2 separate regions of the Oryzias latipes genome follow, and region 2 is linked to region 1. A link is a contact called in public Hi-C data. All regions are on one chromosome and are shown on one strand. The core of a region is the stretch at or near the end of the contact, and the rest is flanking DNA. Distances in the headings are between cores, read along the strand shown. Region 1 holds the start of psma1 (proteasome subunit alpha type-1). Region 2 holds the start of c6h11orf58 (small acidic protein).

Region 1 (5,200 bases), core at 1,208-3,707:
TAAATAATGACATTATTTTAGAAAACTTGTAATAGTTAAAGAGAAAATCAGTCAACTTTAAAAGTCTCTTGAGCAGCTCCTCAGGGATTCTTGATAAAGTGGCATCAGTGGAAATGTGGCTGAGGAGAAACCAGACAAACAGACACACAGCTCATGTTTCAAACATGTCACACTCTACGACAGGCAGAGTTGATTCTAAATTACTAACTGAAGCTCTCCTTTAATCAGCATTTAAATAATGTATTGATATTTTTGTTTTCTTTTAAACTGGCTTTATTCAAACAAGAAAAGCCTCTCATCAGGTTAACTTGATCTCTCTGAAAGCGCAGACAAAAGCACAATAAGGTGCAGTTTACCTTTTTATGGCTAAACCGGATTTATCTGAGCTGACAAGACAAGCAACATAAATGCAAACACACAATATGTTTGCAGAAAAACAACTTGAAGCACAAAACCGTGCCATTTCTTGTGACTGAATGATGACACAGATTTTTCATGCCTTTGTCAACATTTTTTATTTTCTAGGTCATTTTCTAAAACAATGTGAAAATTACTGGAGATTAAAAACTGATAAATGCACCTGAAACTCAAAGTGTAGATCAGATGGTAGTTTGTGACTAAATCTTTACATTTTTCCCAAAAAAAAATGCAGGGAGCATGCAAACAACACCTCCAATTGACTGCTGCCATCTAGTGGTCATCTGAAGACACTACCATAGTTGAGCCAAAGGAAACAACGACTGAAGTAAAAGAAAAATATAAAAAAGAATGTTCAAACTTAAGTAATGTAGAATTTTTTTTATCCTCAGAGTAATTCTTACTCCTTAAGATGTAACTGTGTTTTTTAGCCTATCCAAACACAGATTTGTTTTTGCACAAATCTAAATGTGCTAAAGGATTATAGTTTCTTTCAACAAACTGCATGAACGCACTTGAGAAATTCCTCCATTATTTGTTACTTTAGGAAAATACTTATTTACAATGGAAGTGTAAAGACAGCAGGAAAATGGAAAAGGGGTGGGCTTTAATAAACTCATGCCCACATTTTGTTAGAAATATTTTCATTCTTTCGTTTTTATTGTTATGATGTCATTTAATGTTTTTATTTATTTATTTATTTATTTTTTATTATTTAAACAGTATTTCCTTGCTGGAATTGTATCTGCATGTTAGAAGATAAAATCAATAAATTAATCCCCCCAAAAAGTTGTTACCACAATACAAACTTGAATGAAGAAACAGTCAACCCTGACGTTGGAATTAATAACATTGTTTTGTTTTGTTTTGCTTCAATACTCTTTATTTAGGATTCTTTTTACCAAGAAATGTTGATGCAACCTCTTTCTCCATTTCTCGGCTTTCCTTCTTCAAATTCATGTGTAAAGAAACCGCAGCGGGGTAAACGGTGACTATAACACAAATATGACAAATGCTGCTGCTGTTGTTCGCCTGTCAGCACATCCCTTCAGGGGTCACCTCAGAGATCAGCTTTCAAATAAATAAATAGACTACAGGGATGATGTGGAAATGATGTGAATTTAACCTGTCTGCTCTGAAAGCTCGTTAAGTAATTGAACACAAACTTCCTACAAAATCACCAGAGGGTGAAATATTCAGACTGAAAACAATATAAAATCATGCAAAACTTTATTATTTATTTGCAGATTTTTGCAGGTTTGCTGCACTGTTTTTTATCTTTGTTTTAGTTGATTAAAGTTTTAGAACAATAAAACTACTAACAGTTTTCTTCATGTCCAGATACAACTGTCATTAAATCAGTGTCTTTAGCACAATCACATCTCAACCATGTGGTCCAGATAGTAAATTATGAAATACCACCATTGCAGAATAAGATGCCGAAATCAATCTTTGGTTTGAAGCATGTGCAGTGACATTTGGATTTTCTTTTCCTTTGGTAAAGACATGCATGTTTCACGCTTAACCTAGTACTGTTGCACAACTAGACATGCTTGTTTTAAAAATATTAAACATCAAAATTGATAGAAAAACATTTACTCTTTAGATACTATTTGACCATAAAGACTTTTATAGAATTTGTTTCTTGTGAAATTATTGTTTATTGTTTTTAAAGTGATGGTTTTTGTACCCCAAAAAATGTTTAAAAGGAAAAAAAAGGGAAAAAATAAGGAAAAGAATTATTAATATTAAGTATTTCAGTGGGGGTTCAGTGTCTTGCCCAAGTATTAAGCATCTTACACAATATTTTAAATAATATGGTTTTTAATTAGTCTATTAACTGGTATGGACGCCATTAGGTTAGTAACGTTTTTTTATATTTTTAAAGTTTAGAAGAATTGTCTAACTAGTATTTTAATTCTGACGTATTACTTGTGTTTTGTTTATTATGTTGACATTTAAACCACGAGTCTGTTTGTTTGTGTTTTAATCCTATTCTATTCTATTCTATTCTATTCTATTCTATTCTATTTTATTCTGCTCTATTCTATAGCTCTGCTGGTTCTGTTCGGCTCTTCAAAGGCATCGATCATTGAAATCATCGATCGTTTGAAATCGGCTTTCTGCTGCTTTTCCCTGCCGTCTGCCGAGGAACCCAGGAAACTAAATCGAGATCCCGGCGCAGGCGGAGGAAGCGAGACTTTAGCAGAGATGGTAAGTGTGAGGGAAATTTAACGACAAATCCTCCGTTCGGTACCAGAAAACGTTTCTAGGAATGTAAGAAAACGCATTCGATCCTAAACTGTTACTTTTTAAGCCTCAAGAAATTGTTAAAATATTTCCATGCTAAAGTTAGCTTAGCTAAGTTGGTCTGCACTGTGAGTAAGCAAAACAGCCGCTAACATTAGCTTTAAGTATTAGCTCACTCTAAACAATAGAAGTTAGTTAAGTACTTTAAACTGTTAAAGTAAAACAGGTTTAATAGTGAGAAAACATTGCAAATAGCAGATTAGAAATGTAATATTTTTGGAATACCTTGTTGCGAACAAGCTAATCCTAACAGCTAGCTAAAAGTTAGCATCGGGAGTCCAGTCATGTCTTCACTTTCGTTTTTCTTCAGCTCTTCGCTTTCTTCTAGATTTAAAAACACAACGTAGTCCGTCAGTTATGGAGTTACAGCCATTGGGATCATTTCACGTATCATGATGATGATATTCATATTAAATCATTTGATTTTATTACAGATAATAAGAACCGAACTAAATTAGTAGAAGCAGCAGGTAGCTAGCTGGTTTGCTGCATCCACTGCTGGATTCAATCGTTTTTCTTGAGGATGACACGAACAGGTTGATTAATTATTCAGTCTGTAGTAATTGAAACGCGTCCTTCCAATCCTTATGAGACGTTCTGACCGCGAACACGGTGCAGTTGGTTTGGAGTCTAGAGACGAGAACACTAACCGTACTAATGCAGGACAACTATGTAAGCCTGGCTGTAGATCATGAGAAGGATGCTGTGTTATTATCATAACGCGCGTTTGTGTTCCCTCCTAGTTCCGCAATCAGTACGACAACGACGTAACGGTATGGAGTCCTCAGGTAAGCTGCCCTTTACTTACTGGAGCGTGTGTTGTTGTTTGTGTGTTGGTTTTGTCCGGCTGTGTGTAGTTTGACTGTTTGGTTTGTCGGTGCAAACGCAGGGCCGCATTCATCAGATCGAATATGCCATGGAGGCTGTGAAACAAGGTTCTGCAACCGTCGGACTGAAGTCCAGAACTCACGCGGTCCTGGTTGCACTTAAGGTAACGTCACTCAACACGACTAGAACTGCTGCCAGCCTCCATTACGCTGAAACGGCTCTTTTCACGTGCTCAACTCTCCTTTAGTGTTATTTGAGCCTTAACCTCCATGACAGTGTTTGGTTACACCCATTAATATTCATACTAGCCGGCACTTTCCTGTCTTTCTTATTAATTAAAACATGTCGTTAAAGATCTGTAACACACCACACATTACTGTTGTGCCTTTTTGGTCTGCAGAGAGCCCAGTCTGAGCTGGCTGCCCACCAGAAGAAGATCCTTCATGTTGATAACCACATTGGCATCTCCATTGCTGGACTGACGGCGGACGCTCGGCTGCTCTGGTGAGTTGCAGCGACTTCCATGGACCTGAACATTTTTTCCATGTTTTCTTGTGTTAAACTTCTTGTGTTTGGGGAGAAATGTCACTTTTCATGGGTGTCAACTGTACATCTAAACACTAACATTGGTTAATTTATGGCGTTACACAGATGACAAACAGATATAGAAATCACAGGAGAGCAAGGCCCTCTACAAGCTCTTGGTAAAAGTATTTAATATATGAAAGACTGGATGTGCCTCAATTACTTCAGCTGAACAAACACAAAACTGAGGTTATTGCCTTGGCTGATGTTATTCGCATGTATTTACTTGCAACCAGCACAAAAACTGCAGCCAAGATGCGCATTGCCTGCACGCATTTTAAGTGCATCCATTTTTACATTTTGTCGTATTTAAAATGAAAGTTAAAGCTACGCTCCTGGATTGGTGAACAGTGTTCTCTGCGTTTGATCCATCCACTGGAGAAGCGATGAGCTGCAGAAACACATATTTGGAAAATGATGAATAGACACTTTTTGTTGTGTTTGGGGCTAAAGAGAAGTGGTTTGATGTCATATAGAGCTTCAATCTATTCATCTAAAAACCACCAACTAGGCCAGAAACATGGGTGTAGTCATGGATACAGTCCTATGTTTTGATAAATGCATTAAGGCAGTCACCAAATCTGCAGACTAACATCTTAAAAATAGTTCAAGTATTAAAGATCGGATGTCTTGAACAGAGCTTGGAGAAACTAGTTGATGCATTCACGTTTAGTGGACTTGATGACTGTGACAGTGTTTTTACAGGACTAGCAGAAAAACCAATCAGGAAACTGCCTGTAGAGCCGATGAGAGCCCAGTTCACTTTTCTCCTCTCTAATAATGAGAAACAACCAACAGGCAGCTCTCATTCTCTGCCCGGACTACAGAATCCGGAAACAAACAAACGTTGCAGTATGGAGCTCTGTTCTGTAACGATGAAGAAGCAGCTGAATGTTTGCTGTTGGCCTCATCATTAGCAGCATCTACAGTCAAGTGCTGAGCACGAACCTGAGAACGGCCTTTTGTCTGAAGACCAAAACCTTTTCTGTCTTGCAGTAACTTCATGCGTCAGGAGTGCTTGGACTCCAGATTTGTCTTCGACAGGCCTCTCCCCACATCC
Region 2 (4,881 bases), core at 1,728-4,227, 350 kb before region 1:
TTCTAAGGAGAACTACTTTTAGCTTTCCAGATGTCTGTGCAGCAGCAGTTGATTTTCAGAGATCCCCACTCATTGTTTTCTTCAACAAATAAGTCTAAAAAAACCCACTTTTTTTCTCCTTTTATTCTTAAAAAATTAAAAAACAATTCATGACAACACTACTCATGCTGAAAGGCAAGTTCTCCCACTTTCTCCAACCGACTGTGGGGCGGATGTAGACACTCAAAACTAAAACATGTTCAACACCTCACAGCTAAATACCATTTTAGATTGGAGGCTTGTTTCAGTCGAGACATGCACACAGAAATGCATTTCCCCTTTGAGAGTCCTACTCTACACAAAAGAAAAAAAAGGAAAAAAAGGGGAAATCCACCAAAACGAAAAGCATCAAGCGGTCCACATCTGAGAATAAAAAAACCTAATTCCTGGTTGTTTGGCTCCCAGCCCTACGTCGATTTCACAAACGTCATTTTAACCTCGTGTTTCCGTTCTTCAGCCGTAGATTCTGAGTCAGCCACGCCGTGTTCTGGAGATTTCTCTTTCTGGGTTGGATCACAATCTTTGTCCCGACTTTCTTTGGGCGTCTCTTCCGTGGTGGACTTCAGTGACTTAACTTCTCCGGCCTGACCGTCCACTGCTGTAGACGTTGGAGTTTCTGGCTGAGCTTCAGGCTGGAAAAGGAGAATACAAGAAGCTTAAAGTGTCAGTGATGAATCCGTCCACCGTTCAACTTTTGACTATAACTTTTTAACATCTACTTATTGATTTAAGTCGTATCAAGATAAGGCTGTTGTGTTGAGCAAGACTTTAGATTAGCATTTAACAGGAAAACAAACCAAGGTTGACACTGTATAAGAAAAACATCACAGAAAAGACTAGATTATTATTGAACTACAACGGTAAACGTTACACCACCAGCAGAAAATATTTAAGTATGTGACAGAATTGAAGAACACATTTACCTCATATTACAAGTTACTTAATAAATGTACACTTATGAGCTACTTACCTACAAAATGATTTGAACTGCAGCACAACAACTTAAAGCTACTTTGACATTTAAAGCAGAACAAAACGACAGTAGATCAACATTTAGGTTTGTTGACTGTAAGATTAAATAAAACTTTGTTCTTATTGTGCTTTCATTTGGCATCAAATGAACTCCTACAAAACATTTTTCTTTTTAGATTCAGTCAAAGGTTTTGTTTTAATACCACTAAGGTTTTCAGCGTCTCTAAAGCGTTTTGTGTGTGAGAGCTATCACTTACACAGCTGCTGATCAGGTACTAAACTCATTCTAGTTAAAAAGTGATCTAACAGCTACAACACTTCATTTTTTTTGCATTGTTGCTTTTTTAATAACACTGTGCAATAGTGTATGTAACCTATTTAAGGAACTGATCAAGGCCAGATCTTTCTGATGTGATAAGTAAAATCTGAGTTTCTTTTCCTTCAGACCAATGACTGCTCTGAGATGTGCTGCAACGAAAAGTTACAAAGAGAAAAATGGAATGGCTTAAATTTGTTTGGAAAAACAAAAACAATGGACTTCGTTGTGGAAAATTGGCTAACTGACACCAAACATCTCCAGATTTTTCGTCTTTTAAGTCAGAGCGCTCATATTAAGCATTTCAATTTTAGTGGTTTTGAACCATCATCTTCACCTCACTGAAACCCAGACCACAGTGTCTCCGGTCCCGGCCTGTCACCCTTCCCTCCATGCCCTGCTGATACTGCATCTCCAGGTCCTCGTTCATCTTCCTATCTTCTTGCCCTGCAGCAAAGAAACCAGCTGTTCAGGGTATAGGTCCGGTTTGATGCACTGACTGCATCAACGAGGCTGCATAAAATCAGTTTACATTCACAGAAACGAAGCTGCATTTTGTCAAATGAAAAAGCTCACCGCTTCGAAAATGCGACGTTGACTTGTGATCACCGATAACGAGACGGCCAGTGTGCTCTTTCTGATAGGACACATAAAGTTAGAAAAACTTTTAGAACATTGATTATGAGTCACCAAAAAGGAGAAAGATGATGTATTAAAATACAAACCAACCTTGCTTGCACCCATGAGCCGTAAAAACTTTTGTTTCCTTTCATCACTTCCCAGGTCTACAGCAGCCCACTGGGTGTCCTGCAGGAACACGCAGATTTGAACTAATTTGTTTTGCTCACGTTACTAATAAAATGTCAAAGTTTTTTATATTAAGCAACAGTTCCAACAATTTTCTAAACCTATCAAAAATTTAAAAGTAACTTAAAATACAGCATTATGAAAATAGGTTTGATTAGTATTTTTAACCACAAATTTAACCACTAACACAGACTGTATTGATAATTGAGGCCAAACATGTTTCTTTGCCACTATTATAACTGCACACATCACATTTATTGTCACAGCAGAAAACAAAAAAAGAAATAAACTATCACATTAACCTGCCAATTATCTTTTATTAAAACAATCACAAAAACATCAACTTAGCTATAATAATTTGTACTTTTAAAAACAAGTGCTTTTGGGAGATAATAAACAGTGGGTAAACAGTGCTCGGGCCTAAACTCACTTTGAATAATTCAGTCTGAAGTGTACGAAGCAACAGATTTACTTGATTCTCTAGAATTTGACCATAAAGTTCTAAATAAATAAGCTTCACAAAGGTGGTGGGAGAGTTAGACCTTTTCTTTCATTTATGGTGTGCGTGTGTTCACGTTTAGACGAAGATCATGAGAGGTAGTAAGTAACAACACCGTTAGCCAACTTGCTAGCGGGGCAATAATATGTAATGTTTGCATTTCTCTGACTTGTATATCTTTACTCACTTGAGTGGGGGATGCCGGACGTTTTGTGCCGTGTTTGTCCACAGGAGAAGACATTATGAAGGACAGTTTTTACTAAACGGGCTTATGAGAAGCATGCCACCACCTACTACAAGCTAGCTGGGGTTGTCAACACTCGCTCTTTTTCAACGTCACTTCCGGTTCTCTCTCTCTCTGTCTTTCTTTGGGGGGGGGGGTGTCACTCACTACTGTGTGATCAAAAAAAATGACACATACAGGGCCTATTACTATTATTGTTGTTTGGTCTTATATGTGTGTTTGATATTTGCAATTGTTTCTTTATTGTGCAACTGAATGTGAATTTCTGTAATTTGAAAAATGTGAAATAAAGTTTCATGGAAAAAAAACATTGTGTGAGAGTTCGCTTTGCAAGAAACAATGCTGCCACCTTCTGGAAGGATGTATTAACTCCAGACGTAATTAAAAAAATCATCACATAAATGAATGTAGATTTATAAAATAGAAAAAATAGGAAATCTATAAAGACACTGGTAAAGCATAAAAAAGAGAAAGTTTAGGCTTAAAACAAACTGCCCATTAGCCTATTAACCAACATTAAAAAGGAAAGTTTGTAATGCAAATTAGGTCTTAAACTAATGAAAAGTTCAGCTCTGGAATCACTACTCATGCTGCAGACTCTTTAGTAGGTTAAAACAAACATATACAATCTCCTTGTTCCTTTATTAAACTGAAATTCCCCCCCAGTCCATCTGCCAAGTCTGTTAAAAAGTCGTGTTGTTACACTTGTACCCTTACATTCTTCTTATTCCTTGTTTTTTTAAAATGTCAACTTGGCTTCTCCTTATAGAAATGTTAGTCCCCGCCCTTCTTTGAAGCCGTTTGCTTTAGATCATAAATTAAAGTACAAAAAACCAACCGTCAATCATATCATTAAATGCTGCGCCATCCTGAACCCAAAAACGTCCATCTGACATGTCACTGTAAGGGTGGGGTCATCTCAGATAGCACAAGGGTTAAATGACAACCAGTGCCACGTTAACGTTGTTGTTGGCCCCAGGCTGTTATTTGTCAAGGCCTGTATCCTGATGACCATCCAAACAGCATTTGAAAAAAGGAGAAACACCAACTTCCATGATGCTCCTCTTCTGCCTTGCAGACCGCACTTTTAACAAATCTAAAAAAATAACAGTTTACTCCATGAAGTGCTGCAAATTTCATTTAATGCTCAACTTTTTGACCATAAGTGTCATGGTGCTTCTGTCAGACTCCTCCCCCTCCAGCTCTGCTCCACTCTGCTCCTGATTGCCACCAGCTGCCGTCACTCCACTCATCACCCTCTGCTGCCTTAAAAGGAGACCCAACGCCACAATCCAACACCAGTTAGTTGCCCATTATGCTGACTAGTCTGGTCTCGTCTAGTTCTAGAATACTTTGGCTTGCATTTAGTTCTGGCTCTAATTCTGTTCTCCTGCCTCAGGAATTCTACCCACGAGTGACGTCAGTGTGGACCTACTACCTTGCTGTCCTGAAGGACCGGAAGACCACTCGGACTACACTGACCGCGTTTGTACCTTCAGCCATGCCACAAGCCCTCCACTGCTCCGGACCACGTCTCGCCAAAATCATGACTACCACTGGAGAAATAAATCATTCTTACCTGTCCTCATTCTGGGTTCCAGCACCTGGGTTCGCCTAGCTTGGAAATCAACCACCCGATCTTTGAAAAATCTTTGGCGTAGTCATGAATGTAGAGGCGCCATCAGGCATCAATTAGTCTGGCAGGGATGAAATTGGGTGACAGCTGGGCGGCCACAGGGCGGCGGCAGCTCTGACTGGACGATGTGTAAATGTCTCCAGATGACGGCCGTCCATGTTAAATGCCACCAGCCACACAGTAACCCAAGGGATATATAAAAAGTGGGCCATTCTGCAATTCAATTTATTTGTATAGCCCAAAATCACAACAGTCATCTCGATGGGCTTTGTGCAGACAAGTGTAGGGTAAAACATAAAATCAAAAGGATCATGAACACACAATTCAATAGATTCTAAACTAACTAAACTAAAACTGGACATTCCTGC

What was found. Hi-C and Micro-C count contacts between places; a contact is called where the count stands out from the background.
Region 2: a Hi-C map of embryo shows a contact between it and region 1, with 2.7 times the contacts expected there. The contact joins the promoter of c6h11orf58 here to the promoter of psma1 in region 1. A contact is called at or near these places in 3 of 5 Hi-C or Micro-C datasets (embryo and fibroblasts).

The regions. Positions count from the first base shown.
Region 1 is chr6:7,545,170-7,550,369 of ASM223467v1, reverse strand. psma1 (proteasome subunit alpha type-1) reads left to right here and starts at 2,457. Exons shown (of 10, transcript XM_004069392.2): 1 at 2,457-2,631; 2 at 3,471-3,515; 3 at 3,617-3,718; 4 at 3,956-4,059; 5 at 5,137-5,200. The coding sequence starts at 2,629.
Region 2 is chr6:7,894,989-7,899,869 of ASM223467v1, reverse strand. It overlaps c6h11orf58 (small acidic protein), which reads right to left and starts at 2,977. Exons shown (of 5, transcript XM_004069394.4): 1 at 2,821-2,977; 2 at 2,057-2,134; 3 at 1,904-1,964; 4 at 1,665-1,774; 5 at 105-671. The coding sequence starts at 2,874. The coding sequence ends at 447.